Linked DNA regions of Ovis aries: region 1 is linked to region 2. Evidence: chromatin contacts called from public Hi-C data. All regions are on one chromosome and are shown on one strand. Each heading gives the region's core, a stretch centred on a gene start, on an enhancer-like site or on the middle of the called end of the contact. The rest is flanking DNA. Distances are from core to core; before and after follow the strand shown. Region 1 has its middle 110 kb from the start of TRNAG-CCC. Region 2 has its middle 15 kb from the start of TRNAG-CCC.

Region 1 (4,558 bases), core at 1,118-3,617, 120 kb before region 2:
AATGGCAATTCACTCCAGCATTTTTCCCTGGATAATCCTATGGACAGAGGAGCCTGGAAGGCTACAGTTCGTGAGGTTGCAAAGAGCCGAATATGACAGAGCAACTAAACACACACACACACACACACATACACACACACACACACACACGGTGGTGTGAGGGTGTGTATGTGTTTGTAGGAATGTGTGAGTAAGTGTGAGTGTGTGTGCCAGCAATGGTTGCCCTTGTGGGCTTGGTCCAGTCCTATCGATATGCTGCTGCTGCTGCTGCTAAGTCACTTCAGTCGTGTCCGACTTTGTGCGACCCCATAGACGGGGGGCCCACTGTCTCTGGGATTCTCCAGGCAAGAATACTGGAGTGGGTTGCCATTTTCTTCTCCAAAAACAACATATAGTCTCCCACTTTTGTCAAAAATATACACACATGGAACAGAATAAAACTACCTGAATTGTTTAAAAATACGATAGTATAGGGACTTCCCTGGCAATCCAGTGATTAGTACTCCACACTTCCATGTCAGGGAGCTCGAGTTTGATCACTGGTCGGGGAATTAAGGTCCCACAAGCTCACACCTCGGGGAAGGACCTTCCTAAGTGGAGAGCGTCCCGGTCTTCCATTGTCCTGGTTGTGCCTGGTCTCAGGCTCACCACAACCCTGCAGGTGGCTCATGAGCTGGTCATTATCTGCCCAAGTCGACACAGTTAACAGAGGAGAAGCCCGTGGAAGTCAGAGGAGCTGGTGCCCGCCCCATCACCACAGGAGTCCCAGAGTCCTCGGAAGGAAGGAGGATCCCCGCTGACAGGGAGAACACAGACTCCAGCAGACAGAAGGGGCAGAGGAAGCAGGAAATCTACTGTAAAGACTCCTGTAAATCCGTCTGCTTCCTGAATCACAGTGGTTCTCTGGCTCGTGTTTCCTCCAACATTCTCTGTCTGATTGCATTCTTATATGCGGATACAATTTTCTGCAGTTTCTTTTCAATGGAACCTGAAAGCAATGCACTCCACCCGCTTGGAACACCAGCTGGTAAGCGTCGGACAGCACATGTATGTACGCATGCACTCCTTTCCTTATGTATTAGAGCTTTCAGCAATTCCCCTAAATGAATCATCCCACCAGTCTGAAATTCTTCAGTACAGAGGACGTTTTGTAACCCGCTGAAGTCCGTGGGTGTGTGTCTATTGGACTAAGTGCCTGCAGACACACACGTACACACATACACTCTCACACATACAACACGCTCATACATTCTTTCCTTCTGGGCTGTCATTTGGGTGTGGATCTGAAGATGTTTTCATCATAACAATGAAGAAAGCTATGTCAAGCTTCGGTAGGACGCTGGTTTCTCTTTCACAAAACTGGGTTTGCCCCTCTGAAGGGGGCCCTTGGCTTGCAATCACTTAGAGGTGCACAATGGTGGTGAATAGTTAGCTTCATGTCACTCAGAAATGCAGGGCAATGCAGAGTGTAACAGAGAAGTTGGGGGTCATAGTGTTTTTAAGAAAGCCCTGGGTCCTCATTCTGTGGCAATTCCCCCTCTGCTGGGGTTTCCAAGAACTCCCACCGGGGCTGGGCTGATGGACTTCTTAGCTGCTCCTGCTGAGTCTGCTGGCCACCCCCTTGTTTGTGAAAGTCCGTCTCAAATGCCGTACATGTGAGTCATTATCGTACGTCTTACATCACTCAGCTTCTTTTGAACTTTTGCTCATTAACCAGGCTCCCTTTCTGGAACTTACCATGCGTAAGCATAATGCCTGTTTATTAATGTTTTGGTCCTGAGGTCCTCGCAATCCTGCTGTGTGGTATTGTTTCCATCAGTTAAAATGCCAGCATGAGGGTAATGAAGATGAAAAGGACAAAGTCCAGTTCTCCAGTGAGGACTCTGGCAGAACATACCCAGGCTGTAATTTCAGTCTGTTTTATGCCCCTCTCTTCATTTGTTTAATATCTGATGATTTTATGACAGAGAAACTGTACATACCTCCTTCACTGAGATGAAGTGTTCCCACAGGAATGTCAGGGTTATTAAGAGAATGAGAGGCAGAATGACTAGGAAATAGAGCTGTGTGTTGGTGTGTTACTTTAAATCCACTTAAAATGAAATGTCTCTGAATCTGCTCTTTCTTCCTGTTTGCTGAGGGGCTGTGATTTATGAGTCCTGCGAGCGGAGCTGTCTAGCTCTTTCATCCCACCTGAGTGAGGGGTCTGCAGGCCGGTGGGGCTGGACCACTGTGGCTGAGTGTGAACAGCATCACAGGGGGTCTTGTTTGGGGATTAGACTCCGAGTTGTCACAGCATGTCCTAGAGTCACCAAGTAAAGGCTGTGTTCTCAGAGTGAACTGGAGCCTGGGCAGGAGGAGGCTTGCAAGTGTGTGCAATGTCGAATGACTGCCCCCAAGTGTCCCTCCGTGGGAGATGAGCACGAAGCAAATAGGATGCTACTGCCGCTGCTGCTCAGAGAGGGGCTCTGCTGGTGGGGAGCGCACAGAGAGGAGCCCAGGAGAATAATGAGGAGTGGCCAAAGCTCAGTGGAAGCTGCGCCCTCTGTAGGACCACCTTTCAAAAGCACAGTGCCCTAGCCACGTTTCTAGAGCATCAGCTGTGCGTGCTAAGTCAGTTCAGTTATGTCTGACTCTTTGTGACCCCATGGACTGTAGCCCTCCAGGCTCCTCTGTCTATGGGAATTCTCCAGGCAAGAATACTGGAGTGGATTGCCATGCCCTCCTCCAGGGGATCTTCCCGACCCAGGGATCAAACCTGCGTCTCTTATGTCTCCTGCATTGGCAGGTGGGTTCCTTACCACTAGTAGCACCTGGGTCAAATGTTCACTCTCCCTTGTGGGACAAGCACTGTCCTTGGGGCTGAGCAGCATCTTGAAGAAGGTGATGCCTGTAAGGTAGCTGTGCCTAATGGGATGAAGGGCCATCTTTTCTGGCACCCTGTTGACCTGCTGTGCTCCTTTGTGTGAATTTTACAAAGGCCCCCTTAGCAGAACACACTTCCTTGGTGTCTTCACTTGTACATTCAGCCCAGGTGAGCAGACCTTCAGGCTGGATCAGGTCGCCTCTGCCCTGTGGCTGGGCAGAATGGAACAACTTAAGTGGTGGCCCTTCAGATAAATTGCACCCTCTTACACTCCATCCAAGCTGGCAGTGGATGAAATCCTCAAAAAACTGTAGAGTGGGCTGAATGTTATACCCCAGAGCTTGGAGCTCTTAGCCAGTGGGCTGGCCTCCTTATCTCCTTACTTTAGGCCAGTTCAGGCCAGCTCTGCTCATTTTCCATGTGTTTCCTCCAGATTCCCTTTTACCAAGTTTCAGGTTTGTTTCAGTTCTCATAATTTTAATTCCCAGGAGCCCTTCTTAATCTCTGATTGTTCCTTGTTGTGTCAACTATTCTTGATTAATGGATACAATGTCTTCTGTTATTTCTCCTAAGATATTAATGACAATTTTTTTTGAGGCTGTGTTTTGTTTTCTGTCTTATCTCTACTTATCTGATTTGGTCTTTCTCCTTCCTTCTCTCCCTTCATTCCTCTCCCCACTTCTCTTTCTTTTAGCTCTCTCTTTCATATTGGAAGATTTCCTGAAGTGCTTGGGAAATCCTTGCCTATTCTTGTTAAAGAGACAGTTGACAGAGATCTGATTGTTTCAGGGGCAGGTTGTGCCACGTGGGGACTACCTTGCAGGGGCCTGTGAGTGTGTGGGTAGATAGGGATCCACAACCTTCTCTTTTTAAAATTGATTTTAATTTTATTAAAAAAATTTTATTGGAGCATAGCTGATTTGCAATCTTGTGTTAGTTTCAGGTGTACAGCAAAGTGAATCAGTTATACATAAACATATATCCACTCTTCTTTAGATTCTTTTCTTATATAGATCATTACAGAGTATTGAATAGAGTTCCCTGTGCTATGCACTGGTTCTTATCAGTTACCTATTCTATATAAAATAGTGCATACATTGGGCTTCCCTGGTGGCTCAGATGGTTAAAGAATCTGCTTGCAAAGCAGAAAACCTGGGTTCAATCCCTGGATGGGAAGATCCCCTGGAAGAGGGCATGGCAACTCACCTCAGTATTCTTGACTGTAGAATTCCCATGGACAGAGGAGCCTCAGGCTATAGTCCATGGTGTCGCAGAGTCAGACGTGACTGAGCGACTAAGCACAGTGTGTACATTTCAACCCCAATATCTCAATTGATCTCTCCACTCTCCTTTCATCCTTTGTAATCATAAGTTTGGTTTCTACATCTGTGATTCTATTTCTGTTTTGTAAATTAGTTCATTTTTACCATTTTTTTAAATATTTCACATATAAGCAATATCATATGATGTTTGTCTTTTTCTGATTGACTTAGTTCACTCAGTGTGACAATCTCTAGGTCCATCCATGTTACTGCACATGACATTATTTTGTTCTTTTTTTATGGCTAATATTCCATTGCATATATGAATGGTAGGAGCAGTGGATGGTGCTGCAACCCAGGGCAAAGTAAGTTGGGGAGGGTATTGGCACCTAGCAGGGGAACCGAGATGGTGACCTGGTGGTTTGTAAAC
Region 2 (4,662 bases), core at 1,760-4,259:
CATCACATGGAAGTTCTTTCCTCTGACCTGTGTGTGTTCACCGGGCACAATCCAAAAGCTGCATGTCACTTTCAAGTGACATGGATGAGTGGTCTAACTTTGTTTCCTCTCCTGGTGAAATCTCCAAGAATCAACAGTGTCTTGGGGCTTCAACCAAGGCCGAGGAAGGGTCCTTGCCCCTGTTAGCCATGCAGGCAGTTGTCTTTGAGACAACCTGGGCCATGGCTAGCTTCCAAGTGCCATGCACGCCAACTCTGCCAGTGGGCTGGTTCCTCAGGGGCAGGGAGACAAGGAGTCACAGCAAAAGCCTAAGTTCCACTGAGGATGCACCTGCAGGTATGGAAAGGATGCCCCCTGCTCTCAGTAGACCTGCCTCTCTCCTGACATGGGGCTCCCCAGCACCCACACCACCCTCTCACTGCAGAGCAGCAGGCGAGTCTCTGCAGTGCAGACAAAGCATCCTTTCTTGGGCACGGAGACATTAGGCTCTTAGAAAGATATCAGTAACAGTGCCCTTGGTCCATGCTGCTAAGTGGGGGAAACCAGTTCTGCACACTGAGAACTGAAGTGGGGAAAGCAGTGACCAGGTTGTTAACAATAAACAGTTATTTTTACGTTAAGAAGAGTATTAAAAGGACAAGAAAGTCTGCATATGACCCTGCAATCCCACTCCTGGACACATATCCAGAGGAAAACACAATCTGAAAGGATACATACATCTCAGTGTTCATTTCAGCACGATTTATAATAGCCCAAACATGGAAGCAACCTAAATGTTCATCAACAGAGGAATGGATAAAGTAGATGTGGTACATACCTTCAATGAAATATTGCTTAGCCACTAAAAAGAATGAAATAATGCCATTTTCAGCAACATGGATGGACCTAGAGATTGTCAAACTGAGTGAAGAAAGTCAGAGAAGGAGAAATAGCGTATGTCATCCCTTATATGTGGAATCTAAAAAGAAATGATACAAACAAATTTATTTACAAAGCAAAAACAGACTCATAGACTTAGAGAACAAACTTACCATTGCCAGGGGGAAGGATGTGGGGAAGGGATAGTTAGGGAGATCCCTGGGATCCATGCATATACACTGCTATATTAAAATGGATAACCAGCAAGGACCTACTATATACCACAGGGAACTCTACTCAATGTTATATAGCAGCCTGGATGAGAGGGGTGTTTGGGAGAGAATGAATACATATATGTGTATAGCTGAGTCCCTTTGCTGTCCACCGAAACAATCACAACATTGTTATTCAGCTATATTCCAATAAAAAGTGAAAAGTTTTTTTTTTTAAAGTACAAACAGATGTGAAAAAGAAGAAAAAACATGAACACCTGTTTGACACAGCTTCACACACACACACACACACACACACACAGACAGGATCCCTGGGGAACATTACAACAGAATACAGGCCCCATGAGCCAATTTTCTACCCTGTGTTTTCAGATTATGACATACAGAAGCAGGGTTTTGGAGTAGAAGGAACTCACTGGCACTTTAAGGCAAACCCTCACCTTAAACGAGAAAGCAGACTGGGGGACATGCAGTTCACTGCAGTCGCTCAGTCATGTCTGACTCTTTGCAACCCCATGAACTGCAGCACGCCAGGCCTCCCTGTCCATCACCAACTCCCGGAGTTCACTCAGACTCATGTCCATCGAGTCAGTGATGCCATCCAGCCATCTCATCCTCTGTCGTTCCCTTCTCATCCTGCCCCCAATCCCTCCCAGTGCCTAAGAATGAGGCACAGGAAAGATACAGAAAAATCTCATTGCAGGACATTCAGGAATGGACATCATACTGACTTGAAGAGAAGGAATGTTCCAGACTGAACAAATGTCTAAATGTTCTGATTGCAGAGTAAATCATTTGCCATGGCTGTCTGCGCTGTGCTGTGCTTTAGCTGGGCAGCCCTTTTCTTTGGAGTGATCACCTCCACTCAGTTCTGTCTGTCTCGGAAGCTTGGCTTCATCTCTGAGCCGAGTGGAGTCTGCTTAGGTTCTGATGTCCTGATACAGATTGTGTATTTAGGTCACCTTCTTTCTGTCTGGTTTTCCTACCGTGTACATACTCGCTTGAGGTAAAAGGTAGAGATAAGTGGGTTTGGCTTCATCAAGCATCCTGTTTTTTTCTTCAGGGTTGAATGTTGACAGAAGCAAGAAGAGGAGGGGGGAGGTGGTGGGCTGGGGGCTTATTGGGCAGCTCATGTGCCTCAGTTCTTGCGGGTGCTTGGGGGGCAACACACTGCTATGTAAGGTTGCTCACTTGGGCACCTGGGCAGGCAGAAAGCTCCCAGGCCTCCCTGGGAACACATCCAGTGCCCAGAGGTTGTGCTCTCCAGGGTGCATTCAGGATGAGAGGAGATGCCACTCCTGATGTTCTCTAAGCATCACTGGGTACATCACGGAATCAAAAACCCACTTCCTGCCCAGAGAATGCAGGTAACTCGCCTACTCTGGTGAAAATCATTTTCTTTCTGGCCCAAGTCCCCTTACCAAAATGGTTTTCTTGATCAATGATCTTTCCTTCCTTTCCTTACCTGCTCACTGCCTACGAGGCTGACGCCTCTACCCTGCCTCCATGTCAGGGAAGAAGGGACTCGAGCAGCTGTTCACAGGCCATGAGTATTTACAGCGCCGTCTTCCAAACAGCTTTGACAGCCTTGGTGGTTTATAGAAAATTCAAGATGTCATTACTTCATATGTGCCGTGGAGAATAAACAGCAACTAGACACTGGCTCTTTACTTTTATGAATGAGGAAGAGTTGTTTGTGAACAATGTTCATTTTCCACTCACTGTTCCACAGCTGAATGGTAGTCATGGAAAACTGAGTCATTCAAAGACCTCAGAGATTGCAAAGGCATCAAGTCTCATGACTCATGGCTTTGGTGAAATAACGCCTAGCTAAAAAAATAGCTCCTGGAAATGGCCTCAGTTGAGTGGCATGTGGGCTGAGAGCATCGCTTGGTCAGCGAATATCCCATAGGAGGGTGGTGACTGGCAGTGCCAGGCTGGTGAGATCACGAGTTCAAACAGGCTCAGACGGGCCGAATCACAGCTCAGGATGTGCTGGCTATCCAGGTGGATGCTTGCTGGACTTGGTGGTAGTGGCTCTGGGAATGTGTTCTTTCTTTCTTTCATTTTGTGGCCACACTGTGTGGCACGTGGAATCTTAGTTCCCTGACCAGGGGTTGAACCTGTTTCTCCTGCAGTGCAAGTGAGGAGTCTTAATCCCTGGAGTGCTAGGAAAGTCCACGTTCTTTCTTAATGTAGGTTAATGTTGTAAAACTAAAAAATAATAAGTGGTCTTAAAAAGAGTCCTATGTGACGAAACATCAAGTTATATGCCCGGTGCCCTCCTTCTGTATGAAAATGCCATCGTTTGATTTCTTTTTCTTCGAAGGAAAGAGTGATTATATGTGTCCTGGCATTGTGTGTGTGTGAATGAGAGAGAGAGAGAATATGGTGTGTAAATAACCCACATTTGAGGACAGGACGGGGCTAGTTTTTCAGCAATAAATACATGGTAACTGCTTCCTTGAGCTTCCCTGGTGGTCAGTGGTAAAGAATCCGCCTGCCAATGCAGTAGGCATGGGTTCAGTCCTTGGGTCAGGAAGATCCCCTGGAGAAAGTCATGGCAACCCACTCCAGTATTCTTGCCTGGAGAAACCCATGGACAGAGGCGTCGAGGGGGCTACAGTTCATAGGGTCACACAAGAGTAGGACACGACTTAACAATCAGACAACAGCTCCCTTGGCTGATTTCAGGGACAGAATCACCTTCCCACAAACACACTGCATCTGCTGTTGAGACCCCGCCCTCCAGCGTGTTAACTGTGATGTTTCCCAGACTGTGAGGAGCACCAGCTCCATCTTGCTAGTAGTCTTGAGCACAATGGTGGCTCTATGGTCAAAGAAGTCAGGAAAATGATGAGCTAGAAAAAATGTGTGAAAAGGTCTTTGCCGCACTATTCCTTGAACCTTGGGCTAAGGGGACACTGGGATTCTTATGTGGAAATGCTCTCAGCCATGCTATTTCACCAGGGAACTGCTGGGTGCGCAGCACGGCTCTGTCTCCAGACTCACATTTGGAGGGAAGACCCTTGTGAGCTGTTTATCGGGCTTCTCTTTGGGTGATGGCAGGGAGAAGGAGAAGGGGTAGGGCTTGGGTGCTTGAGTGCACTTTGCCTTTGCTGGGCTTCCAATGCCTGAGAAAGGTCACGATTCAAGAGGACTGGCTTTCCCTGAGGGTGTGGATGAAGTCCATCCTGAGGCCACAAGCCAATGTCCAGAAGGAAGCAATTACTGCCTAAAGTGGGAAATGCCGGCATCGTTTGTCCTGAATTAAGATCTCATTCTGGCTCTTTCAGTTATTTTTATTTTTCTGAAAATCAGCTGTATGTTTCAGAAGCTGGGAGCCACTGCCACTCCTGGTCTTGAATGAACTGAAGTTCCTCAGTCGTGTCCGACTCTTTGCAACCCCATGGACAGGAGCCTACCAAGCTCTGCCATCCATGGGATTTTCCAGGCAAGAATACTGGAGTGTGCTGCCATTTCCTTCTCCAGGGGATCTTTCCAATCCAGGGATCGAACCCGGGTCTCCTGCATTGCAGACAGACACTTTACCATCTGAGCTTAGGTGTCT

The links. A called contact is a pair of places that touch in the nucleus more often than the background predicts.
Region 1: a contact with region 2 is called in a Hi-C map of muscle, with 5 times the contacts expected there. The contact joins two enhancer-like sites. A contact is called at or near these places in 4 of 16 Hi-C or Micro-C datasets (liver, muscle, skin fibroblasts and 1 more).

Annotation. Positions count from the first base shown.
Region 1 is chr2:26,043,805-26,048,362 of ARS-UI_Ramb_v3.0, reverse strand. No RefSeq gene overlaps it. Among named protein-coding and RNA genes, the nearest start is that of TRNAG-CCC, 110 kb to the right of the region's middle. Within about 2 kb of position 2,367, at least 34 of the 54 cell types and tissues checked have an H3K27ac peak or open chromatin away from gene starts, as enhancers often do. A contact at or near this core is called in muscle and tail adipose tissue, where this site is marked.
Region 2 is chr2:25,919,673-25,924,334 of ARS-UI_Ramb_v3.0, reverse strand. No RefSeq gene overlaps it. Among named protein-coding and RNA genes, the nearest start is that of TRNAG-CCC, 15 kb to the left of the region's middle. Within about 2 kb of position 3,009, at least 9 of the 54 cell types and tissues checked have an H3K27ac peak or open chromatin away from gene starts, as enhancers often do. A contact at or near this core is called in muscle and tail adipose tissue, where this site is marked.